Regions from separate parts of the Sus scrofa genome. Here regions 1 and 2 are each linked to region 3. Evidence: chromatin contacts called from public Hi-C data. All regions are on one chromosome and are shown on one strand. The core of a region is the stretch at or near the end of the contact, and the rest is flanking DNA. Distances in the headings are between cores, read along the strand shown.

Region 1 (3,738 bases), core at 272-2,771, 390 kb before region 3:
AGCGACGGGAGGTGCAAAGCAGGCAGATAAAAAGGTGAAAGGTAAGAAAGGAGGTGGAAGGGGAGAGCGCGGGGCTCTGGGAGGAGTAGGGGGACGACCAGGCGACGGGTAGGGTTTAGAGGGCAGAGCCGCGGGGGTGGAATCCAGACGCCGGGCGGGGGAGGGGGCGGCGGGGCGGCGGGACGGTGGGCGAGGGCCGCCAGGCGGCGCCGGAGACCACCAAACTTTACACGACCCGCCACTGTTTCCTGGAGGGAGTGCAGAAAGGAGCTGGAGCCTCGCCTGGCCTCGCCTCGCGGCCCGGGGCAGGGGCATCCACTCACCCCCTCCCCAGCACGCCTTCCGACCCACTAGCTCCCCGCCCGCACACGCGGCCCGCAGGCCCCGCCCTGCCGCCTCCTTTCACCGCCCCCAGAGCCCCTCCCCCATGCTGCCCCGGGACCCGAACCCCGAACCCCGGGGACCCACTCGCCGGCCCCTCCGGTCGCCTCGGGGTGAGGAGGCCCGACACGCACGGCGGCAGCCCCTGGGAGGACGGCCTGGCGGGGACGGGGGAGGAGGGCGCGGCGCGGACCGACTTTCCCACCTTTTCTCCTGGCCCAGGCGCAGCCGGGGCAGACGGGACCTCTCGCGCTCTGCCTCCTCCTCCTGCTTCATGGAGCCATGCGCCTGGGTGGGGGCTCGCGAGAGAAGCGGGCCGCAGACGGGCCGGACGCGCGGCGCGGACGGGGCGGGGCGAAGAAGGCCGGCGGGGGCGGGCGGAGGAGGAAGCGGCGGGGCGGCGGTGGCGGCAGGGAAGAACTGCTAGAGGTATTCCCCGGGCAGCTGGAGGACTGAGCCGAGCCGGGACCCGAGTCTTCCGGTATCCCAGCAGCCACCGGAGGCAGTGAGGTAATGGAGGAAGAATGTAGGTAGTCCTCCAGTGGACCACACGCCCTCTAGCTAGTCGCCAAAACCATAGAGATCGGAGAGCCTCTGGAGCACCACCCCGCTGCTGTCACGTGGCCTAGCTTCGCGCACATTATTGGCTGGAGTCGACTCCACGGGTTGAATTAGGAGGCTGCTTTCCACTCTTGGGGTAGAAGCCTAGGCGGTTGAAATAAAGACGGGTGGGAGGTGAGGGGCAGGAGGAGGCCGGTGGGTCGGACCCCTCGGGTCGCTGAGCCTGCGGAGCGAAGCTCCCGGCTGTGAGGCCGGTCGGCGCAGTGCAGGCCGGGCTGCCTTGGCTTCTGCGAGCGAGCGCAGAGCGCGTCGGGAATTGTAGTGCGGCCCGGGCCGGCGGCATTGTCCGTGACGCGGCCCAGGTACCGGCTTGGGATGCAGCCGGGATGCCCAGCCTCGCCGCTCCGCCCTTTCCCGCCCAACACTCAGCCGCCCACGGCTTTCCCGGAGCAGTTAGGCTCGCGTCGCTTCACCCCACCTAGTCGAAGCCTTCGAAGGCAGCCAGGAAGGGGTAGCTCGGAGCAGCCTTATATTCAGCAGACCCATCGGATCCGGCCAGGCTTTTGAGAAGGAGTTCCAGGCTCAGTGCCAGCCTCCTCGTGTACTGGAAAGGACAGACCACCCTAGGTGGTGTCAGGAGCCCAAATCTCGGTCTTGACCCCCACCCCCACCCCAGTCCCCAGCCCAGAAACGACTCAAGTGGCCACTATCTACAGTGCAGGGTTAATTCATTTGGTCGACTAGGCAGATACCTCAGCACTGGCAGGGCAAGGGCCTCAAAGAGAGCAATACAAGAAACATTAAAAAAAATTAATAGAAAATTATTCTCGTTTCAAATATTTGGTGTTTAATTTGACAACTTAACGTTTTTATTATAGTGACAGATGGAGTTGCACTAAAAGTCTCATTTCTGCCCTGCTCCCTCACCCTAACCACTACAAACTGTTTAGGCCCTGCAGCAAAGGCATGCCCTGTTTTAAAGCATTGCCAGTCTAGTTGAGAACACAGACTCAAGCCCACAGATCGACAGTTCTGTGTTTTGCTATTCTGTTTACGCAGAAAGGAATCCTTAACATGTTTGTCCTCCAAGAGCAAAGAAAAGTCTCTAGTAAAAAATGCAAATCATATCTAACAGTGAAGCTTTCCAGCAAAAACCTTCTGCTCTAGAATGCATAATGTACTAAAGCATAGTAAGATCTGCTACTACAGACTTATAGCAAAATTACCTGTAGGCAGCAAAAAAGGGAGGAAACAGTGATTGGTGCCCCTTGGACCTGGAACTCTGAGAACCTGGCAGAGCAAAACAGTGGAAGGAAGAGACATGGCTGTAGAATAAGAAGGTGACTTTTTTCTTTCTTTTTTTGGGCCGCACCTGTGGCATATGGGAGTTCCTAGGCTAGAGGTCAAATGGGAGCTACACTTGCCGGCCTATACCACAGCCGCAGCAACAACAACGCAAGATTTGAGGCACATCTGTGACCTTTGCTGCAGCTCACAGCAATGCCGGATCCTTAACCCACTGAGCGAGGCCAGGGATTAAACTCTCATACTCATGGATACTAGTCGGGTTCGTTACTGCTGAGCTACAACGGGATCTACAAGAGGTCAGTTTTTTTTTTTTTTTTTTCCACAAAAGCCATTTAGAGCAGTCTTCATAATTCCTGTCAAGGTCTGGAGGTGCTTATCTGCTGTTGAGTTCCACTTTTCCCAGTTTCTAACCTCTGTAGGCCTGAAAAACTACAAATTAGATGATCATATGGCCTGGAGCCAGAAATGCTAGAGGCAGCAAGCCAGAGGTCATTCCTTTGTTGGTTTCTGAATAAGTGGATCATATCCTGACTTAAAATAATCAGAATAAATTTCATATAGTGAAAGTCTTTCCAGCTGAAAGTCTTGAAATCTGGAAAAGGGCCTTAGTCTATTGCTCCCAGGGTGGTGCTATGTTGTCATTGAACAGCTCACAGATAAGGGAGTTATTGCTCCCTGGTTATCAAGCTGCCAGAAGGTAAATGATGGAACTAAGTTGGACTTGAAACACTCCCAAATTAAAACAAAAACAAACCTTGCTTTGAGCTGTCAAAAGGCATTTTACCAAGAAGTAGGACCTGCTGTTGTTTACTGACACTGAAAGGCAGGACTTTTTAAAAAGTCACTTTGGGGTCACTTCACATCAGAAAGCAATAGTATGCACTGATGCAAAAATAGCAGAGTGAGGAGTTCCTGTCGTGGCTCAGTGGTTAATGAATCCGACCAGGAACCATGAGGTTGCATGTTCCATCCCTTGCCTCGCTCAGTGGGTTAAGGATCCGGCGTTGCCGTGAGCTGTGGTGTAGGTTGCAGACATGGCTCGGATTCCGAGTTGCTGTGGCTGTGGTGTAGGCCGGCAGCTATGGCTCCGATTGGAGCCCTAGCCTGGGAACCTCCATATGCCACCAGTGTGGCCCTACAAAGATGAAAAAGATTTAAAAAAAAATAGAGTGAAATTAGGAACAAGAAGAAGAAAGAAGAGGACAATTTTTACCATAAAGATGGAAGTGGCTATGTCTTATTTATTTTCTCATTTCCTGCATATAGTGCAAAAACCTGTTACATAGTAGGCATAAGGTAATTTTTTGTAGCCTGAATAATTAAATGAAGAAGAAAACCAGCAAGTGGTGGGAACGTAATATAGTTGGGATAGGGGAACTGTGGGAAAGCTAAGTGGCTCAAGCCCTGTGCATGAACCTAAAATGTCACCCCAATTTGCCATGATATAGCTGTACCACTATAAAAACAAGGCATAGCTTTTCATCATCT
Region 2 (3,264 bases), core at 756-3,255, 280 kb after region 3:
TTTCTGCTATAGGGCAAAGTGACCCAGTTATATATACATTCTTTGTCTCATACTGTCTTCTATCATGTTCTATCATGAGTGACTGGATATAGTTCCCTGTGCTGTACAGAAGGCCCTCATTGCTTATCCATTCTAAATGTAATGGTTTACATCTACGGCTGTAGCATCTTTGCTTTCAGACTGCTGCCTGCTTGCACTGCAGCCATGGCTCCTTCACAAGAACTCCTCTTTGTTTGGGTATCAGCTTCGGCATTGTGTTTATGGGATGGGGAACAGGGGGGAGCAGACTGATGGGGGCCTCACAGTTAGTTCCAGTCAATCTAATAATCCCACTTCTCCAACAAGGGCTGGTTCAGGGGTGGGCATATAACTCAGCTCTAGAGAATGAGGCTTGAGGGAGTCAGCTGCGGGCTTCTGGGAAAGTGTTTTCGTCCCTGGTAAAACCATTGAGCCTCCTGGGAAGAAGGCTTTCTGCCACCATCTGCCTTTCTTCCTGCTTTCATTTTTGTGAGGATGCAATACAGCCATTCTTCACTCTTGAGGAAAAGATCGAGTGCCCCAGGCCCCTGATGGGTTGGAACCACAGAATGAGTCTCGGAACCACTCAGTTGCAGACTTCTTGCCAAAAAACACAACACACATTTAAAACCATGGTGGTCACTGTTTTGTTTCTAGTACCCAGAGGCACCCTAACTGTCTGACACCCCACCCCCATGCTGGAGGCAGAACTGGGAGGAGGAAGGGGCTTCAGGTGCCCTGAGCGAGTCCTTTGGGGGGATGGTTGGGGAAGGAGTGGAATGCAGAGTGGAGGTGCTTTGCCTAAGCCAAGGTAAGGACTGGCTTTGAGGAGTGGGGACTTGAGGGAGACTGGAGGGAAGAGTCATCCTGGGATGGCCTGGTTGAAAGACTTTTCAGCCCAGGAACATGTACTGCGCTGTGGCAAGGGCTTCTATGCCGTCACAGGGGGCCACCTGTCTTCCCAGATGATCCAAAACCCTGCTGCCCAGAAGGGCCTATGCATGTATTTGATGGTATATGCCTTTTGGGTGTGTCTAGATCAAGAGAAGGGGCTAAGTTTGGTATTTAATCATGTAATCATGGACAGCTACATGACTTTGAAATGAGAAATCCCAGAGATAAGAGAAAGAATTTAGTGGGAGGAGACAGTCAAAGCTATTGAAGACTAGGAATGGGAAAACTGTAGAATTTCCTGAAATGTCACAAAAGGCTTTATTTTTATTTTTTTAATTTTTAATAAAGTGTAGTTGACTTATAGTGTTGTGTCAATTTCTGCTGTATAGCAAAGTAACCTTGTCATACATATATATACATTCCTTTTATATTATCTTCCATCACGGTCTATCCCAAGAGATTGGATATAGTTCCCTGTGCTCTCCAGTAGGACCTCATTGCCTATCCATTCTAAATGTAATATTTTGCATCTACTAACCCAAACTCCCAGTCCATCCCCCTGCCTCCCTCTCCCCCTTGGCAACCCCAAGTCTGTTCTCTATGTCCATTTCTGTTTTGTAGATAGCTTTGCTTACGCCATATTTTAGGTTCCACAGGTAAGTGGTAGCCAATGGCCTAGCAGGGGACCACAGGAGAGGCACACATTCCATGGCTGGCCACGGGGCAGGTGGAGTGAACATCACCGGGCTTCCCATCTTCAGAAGAGCTCGACAGGGTCAAGTCAGCCTTTTGTAGACTTCGGCATTAGGGAGACCTGAGCTGCTGTGGCACCAGCCCCTGGGATCCCCTTCTGTTCACTCAGTTACTTTCAGCTGGTGACTGAATGCAGGCAGAATAATGCCCCTCCCTCACAGGTTCCGACCCCAAGTGTAGGAATCTCTGAATATGTTCCTTCACACTGCACTGGACCTTCTGCTTTCTGTGGTGCCTTTTCTTTCCTTCCTTCCTTTTTTTCCAGTTGGCTTGTGTGGGCCCTTTGCTCTGTGCCCAGGAACTGGAGCTCTGACTCATTCCTGATTGCAAGCTTCTGCATTTTCCACAGGCATGCAGCCGGGGATGTGAAAACAATTACGTCAAAATGAACTCTGCAAGTTGTGGGGTGATGGAATAAGTCATCTGGTAAAAAGTCATGGGTACAGGATGACAGCACTGGGAGCCACTGGGCAGTTCGGGGGTAGGAGGCCCCCTGCAGAACCCTTCCAGAAACAGTACCCAGGGCTCTGAGGTGTGTGAAGAGGGTGCAGGGATGTGTGGTGCCTCTGCAACAGGAAGGCTGAGGATGAGCATGTGGAAATGTGCCTCTTGATAGGAATATGCAGCCTGGCCGACCACACACTCGGCTGTTCTCTTAGGAGAGGGAGGGACTGCTGGAGACCGAGCTCTCCCCAGCGGCCCTCAGGGATAATGCTGAGTAAACATGTGCCTTCCCAGCTGGTCGCCTGCCCTGAGGTCCTGGAGGCTTCCTGCACCTCAGGCAGGACCTCCTGGGCTGCTGATTTCTCCTCCTTTCTCTGACTTCTCTGGTTCTCAGGAAGGGGAGGCAACAGGCATTCGGGGTGTGCCAGCCAGTCTCTGCAAGCATGAATTAGCATAAGTGCCTTTTCTAACCGCCAAGGTGGTGCCACCACCTTTACTGGTAAATGCTTAGATTCAGAGGGGCCAGGGCTATCCCCGCAGGAGAAGCCCTGGTTTGCCTCCTCCAAAGCGCCCTCCCTAAAGGTCCTGGTCTGGTCTAAGAGGCCCTTGCTGCCCTTTCCAGGTCTTGGGAGGAAAAATTGTTCCTGCCCGGGAGCTGGAGGCCTCAGACCTCCCCACCTGGCCTCTCCAGTGGTCTCCTCTAGGCTCCCTCCTTGTATGGCAGTGCCTTGTCCCCTGGGCCTGTGTGCCCAGCCTCTGGCCCTGGAAAGATGGGTCAGTGGCTACACAGGCTGGCTGGGCTCTGGTCCCCGAGCCTGCCCTGGAGAGCACAGGAGGGGCTGGCCTTGGACCCTGCTGCCCTCCCAGTGCCTCCTCCTTTCTTCTCCCAGCCCTCCATCTTGGGAAAATGGGGCATGTGTGTTCTGGTGGGAGTCCCCTTCTGCTGCCCTCTCAGGCCCCTCTAGCCCCTTTGTCCCCCCTCAGTTGCTGTCCTTCCAGGCCTGCGTGAATGACATCTTTCCCACCTCTGCACCTGAGATGGATACCTGTGCTGTGTCACAAGCCCCCTTAACTCAGTGGTGTACACTTCCCATCAATTTATGCTCATGATTCTGTGGGTCAGGAGTCCAGATAGGACATGGGATGGGGGGTGGG
Region 3 (3,562 bases), core at 311-2,810:
AGCTCCCCGCCCCCCAGATCAATCTTCACAGCAGTGGGGGCCCCCAGCGAAGGCGTCTGGCTGCACAGGTGCCCCTGGCCAGCTCAGCTCCCCACAGCCTGCTGCTGGCCTGCTTCTGCTCCTCTTTGCCCTCGTTTTGGCCCACCTCTTAGGGGCAGGCAGTCCTGCCTCCTCCCCGCCCCCAGCCCCAGGTGACACTAGGGCCTTTGTTCTACCTGCCACTTGGGCAAGGCTGAGCCAACCCCCTCCTCTGGCAGCTCCTCCCCAGCCCTCTCAAGATAGACTGGCTGGGGGGGGGGCGTGGAAGGGGGGCGCTTCACTTCTCTCACTTCCGATGTGGACTGGAGCGGAACAGTGAGGGTGGCACACCAGGTGGCCTTCACACACAGAGGAACGCGTGTTCCCATCCGAGGATAGGCCAGCCTGGACTGCCAGCGCGGTCTTGGGGCGGGGGCCCCGGGAAGCCCGGGCGCTGTGCAGCTCTGCGAGCGGTGGGGAAAAGTAAAGAGGCACGGAGGAGGAGGTGAGAGCGGAATCAGAGCGCAGGGACCACAACGGGCCGCAGCAGACCAACTGGGGCACCTCGAGGTCAGGAAGGGGTCCAGAGGGGCTGCGGCGAATGGGGGCCCCCGAGAGGGCAGGAGAGAGGGGCACGGTGGGAAGGGCCGGCCCAGGACCGCCCGGCGGGGGTCCGGGCCCGGCCGCCAGCTGGCACTCCGCCGCCCTGGCCCGACGGCGGGATCGGTGGCAGGCGCTCACCTGGGCGTGCGCAGCGCGGCGGGGTCGCGGCGGTCCAGCACGCCGGGCACGCAGTTGGTGAGCTCGGTCCAGTCGGCGTGCAGTCCGCAGCTCCAGCCCGTGGAGAAGCGGGAGAAGAGCCAGGTCTCGCGGCGGTTGGGCCGGTAGCAGGTGCACTTCTTCTGGCCGGGCCGGCAGTCGCAGGGCACCTCGAGGCGCACGTTCTGCACGAGGTGACGGCCGAAGGTGGTGCCGCCCGTTTTCTGGATGTGCAAGAAGACTATCACGTCGTCGCCCTTCATGTCGAAGTGCAGCGAGCGCTCCAGCTCGCGCACCGGGAAGTAGTACTTCTTCTCGTAGTGCGGGTCGGGCGTGGGGAAGAGGTCCAGGTCGTCGGGCGGCGCGCGGCCGCCGGGCGCGCCCAGGCTCAGCCCCGGGCCCGCGTACTGGTAGAGGATGAGCATGAAGCACGCCGAGCCCGCCACGACCAGCACGAACTTGCTGGCGCGCTCAACCATGGTCCTGCTGCCAGCGCGCCGCCGCCGCATGTGTCACCATTGCCGGCAGCCCGGGCGCGGGGCGCGGGGCCTGGAGGGCGGGGGGCGCGGGAGCAGTTGCCTCTGCCGCCGCCGCCCGCGCTCCGGCCCGGCCCGGCTACTCGGCGCCCAGGCCGCCCGCAGCGGCGCGGGCCGCGGCCCTGCGTGGCGCCATGGCTGTTCTCCACCCGGCCCCCGATCCCCAGTCCGACCCCAGTTTGGCTCCGGCTCGGCTCCGGCCCGGCCCCGGCCCGCGCCCCCCGCGGCCCCGCGCCGGCCACTCCGCTCCGCGCCGCGCCGCGCCGAGAACGCTCTGCGCCGCCCAGCGCGCCGCCGCGTCTCCGCAGTCCGCCGCCGCCCCGCCCCTGCCCGCCCCCGGCCCGCCCCCGCCGCTCCTCTTGCCGTCGCCGCCCGCGCGAACCTGGGCCCCGCCCCCAGAGCTCAGAGCTGCAGGCCGGCACCCAGCTTCCGCGACGCGGGTCTCCGGCCTCGGCTAGGCAGCTCCGAGGCGGGCAGCGGGGTCTGTCTTTCCGTTCACAGAGGCGTGGAGAACGGCTGGGGAAACGTGTAGCGGGCGCGCACTGACCTTCTGGGCTGGAGGGGGCCCCGTGGCGGCCGGTGCTTTGGGGCCTGGGTCCCTGTCCCTGCTTCAGTGGAGGGAAAACCTTGACTTTGCACACTGGATGTTCTGAAGTTCCAAAAGCGGGGGGGGGGGGGGGGAATAGATTTGATGGGATGTGAGGCTGGGGGAGCGGTCTAGGAGAAAAAGGGACGGTAGGGGGCCTGGGTCTAAGGGCAGTGGTCAGACTCTCTTCCCCCTCCCCCCACCGTGGCTGTGGGACAATGACCCAGAGGCCCTCTTGGAGAGATGCCGAAGGGTCCGCGGAAGCTTTGGGAGCTTTATGCAGTCCCTCATTCTTTCAAAGGGCTTTTAACCAATGTGCATTTTTTCCCTCCAGGTTTATTCAGATCCCAAGGAAGAAGTTAGAAAAAGTTGAGCCAATATTTAAAATTGTGAGGGTCCACAAGAACACCCCAACCTCTGGCTTTGGAAGGTGGGTCAGTGGATCTGGCGCCCTGTCCCGTCCGCTTTGGGACCGAATGTCCCTGTCTGCTTTAGCCCAGCTTGCCCTCCACCTCCTTCCATCTTGGGCCCTGGGCCAGAACCTCTGGAACCCACACTGCCAGGAATTGCACAGAACAGGAGGTGGGTCGGGATATAAAATGACCTGCTGAGACTCTCAGCGCCCCTGGGTCTCTGGGCTGGTCCCTTGTTTTTGAACTCAGGCCAAGTGGTCTCCATCGAACCTGGGCTGCCTGGCCTGGGATCAGATGCCCACATCACCCCCTTTTTGGGGCTCCCAGTGGTTTCCATTCTGTTGTAGGTCCTGAAAGCATGGGGGAGAAGGGGTTGTGAGGTTTTATTGTGTCCATTATATTTCAGTAAAGCTCTTGAAAATATATTGAATCACACCAGAAATCTCTTCTGGAAGCAAACCTGGAGAACTGGAAAAACAACCAATGACACCCCAAAATCCAACTCAGGAGGGAGCATGCAATTGTCAGAAGTGGCTGAAGGCATACCCACTGAGCACAATACACAGTGACCAAGGGCCTGTTGCAGGTGGGTGGGGTGGGGTGACCAGTCCCTGGTGTGACCTGGGGCCCCAAAGTCCCCTCCCATCCTGTGACTGCTTTAAAGTTGTACCTGGCCCAGGAAGCCTTGTGGGTGGTTGGGTCAGACTTCTCCAGCAAGGACTCATTCTTGTCAGGAGTGGGGGCTGGGCTGGCACAGTGGCGAGCCTGGAGTCACCTGCTTCTGTCTGTTGTCACTTGACCTTGTTTTGGCCGGAGAAGTCTTCCTTCACCGCCCAGCAGGCAGCAGCTCAAGCCTGGAGGGCACAGCTGCCCTGGGTCAACTCAGTGGGCGTCCTTCCCCAGAGGACAATCCTCTACCAAGTGTTGAATCATAACTGACATTTTTTTTTTTTTTTTTGGTCTCTTTAGGCCGCACCCACAGCATATGGAAGTTCCCAGGCTAGAGGTCAAATCAGAGAAGCAGCTGCTGGCCCACGCCACAGCCACAGCAATGCCAGATCCTTAACCCACTGAGTGAGGCCAGGGATCGAACCCTCGTCCTTGTGTATACTAGTCTAATTCATTTCTACTAGACCACAAGAGGAACTCCCATAACTGAGGGGTGTTCTATATCCAGAGATATGGGGCACCATTCACTGCAGATGTGTCATTTCTGATCCCATCAGTGAGTCTCCAGAGTAGAGTCTGAC

What was found. Hi-C and Micro-C count contacts between places; a contact is called where the count stands out from the background.
Region 1: a contact with region 3 is called in a Hi-C map of liver, with 3 times the contacts expected there. The contact joins the promoter of AMMECR1L here to the promoter of HS6ST1 in region 3. A contact is called at or near these places in 1 of 5 promoter capture datasets (fetal liver) and 2 of 47 Hi-C or Micro-C datasets (heart right ventricle and liver).
Region 2: a Hi-C map of embryonic fibroblasts shows a contact between it and region 3, with 2.1 times the contacts expected there. The contact joins the enhancer-like site here to the promoter of HS6ST1 in region 3. A contact is called at or near these places in 1 of 5 promoter capture datasets (liver), 4 of 47 Hi-C or Micro-C datasets (embryonic fibroblasts, epiblast stem cells and liver) and 2 of 2 datasets of contacts at active chromatin or transcription factors (alveolar macrophages and skeletal muscle).

The regions. Positions count from the first base shown.
Region 1 is chr15:59,450,853-59,454,590 of Sscrofa11.1, reverse strand. AMMECR1L (AMMECR1-like protein) reads right to left here and starts at 1,521. Exons shown (of 9, transcript XR_002339479.1): 1 at 587-1,521.
Region 2 is chr15:58,781,497-58,784,760 of Sscrofa11.1, reverse strand. No RefSeq gene overlaps it. Among named protein-coding and RNA genes, the nearest start is that of HS6ST1, 280 kb to the left of the region's middle. Within about 2 kb of position 2,005, at least 20 of the 83 cell types and tissues checked have an H3K27ac peak or open chromatin away from gene starts, as enhancers often do. A contact at or near this core is called in alveolar macrophages and embryonic fibroblasts, where this site is marked.
Region 3 is chr15:59,064,446-59,068,007 of Sscrofa11.1, reverse strand. HS6ST1 (heparan-sulfate 6-O-sulfotransferase 1) reads right to left here and starts at 1,560. Exons shown (of 2, transcript XM_003133399.6): 1 at 760-1,560. The coding sequence starts at 1,286.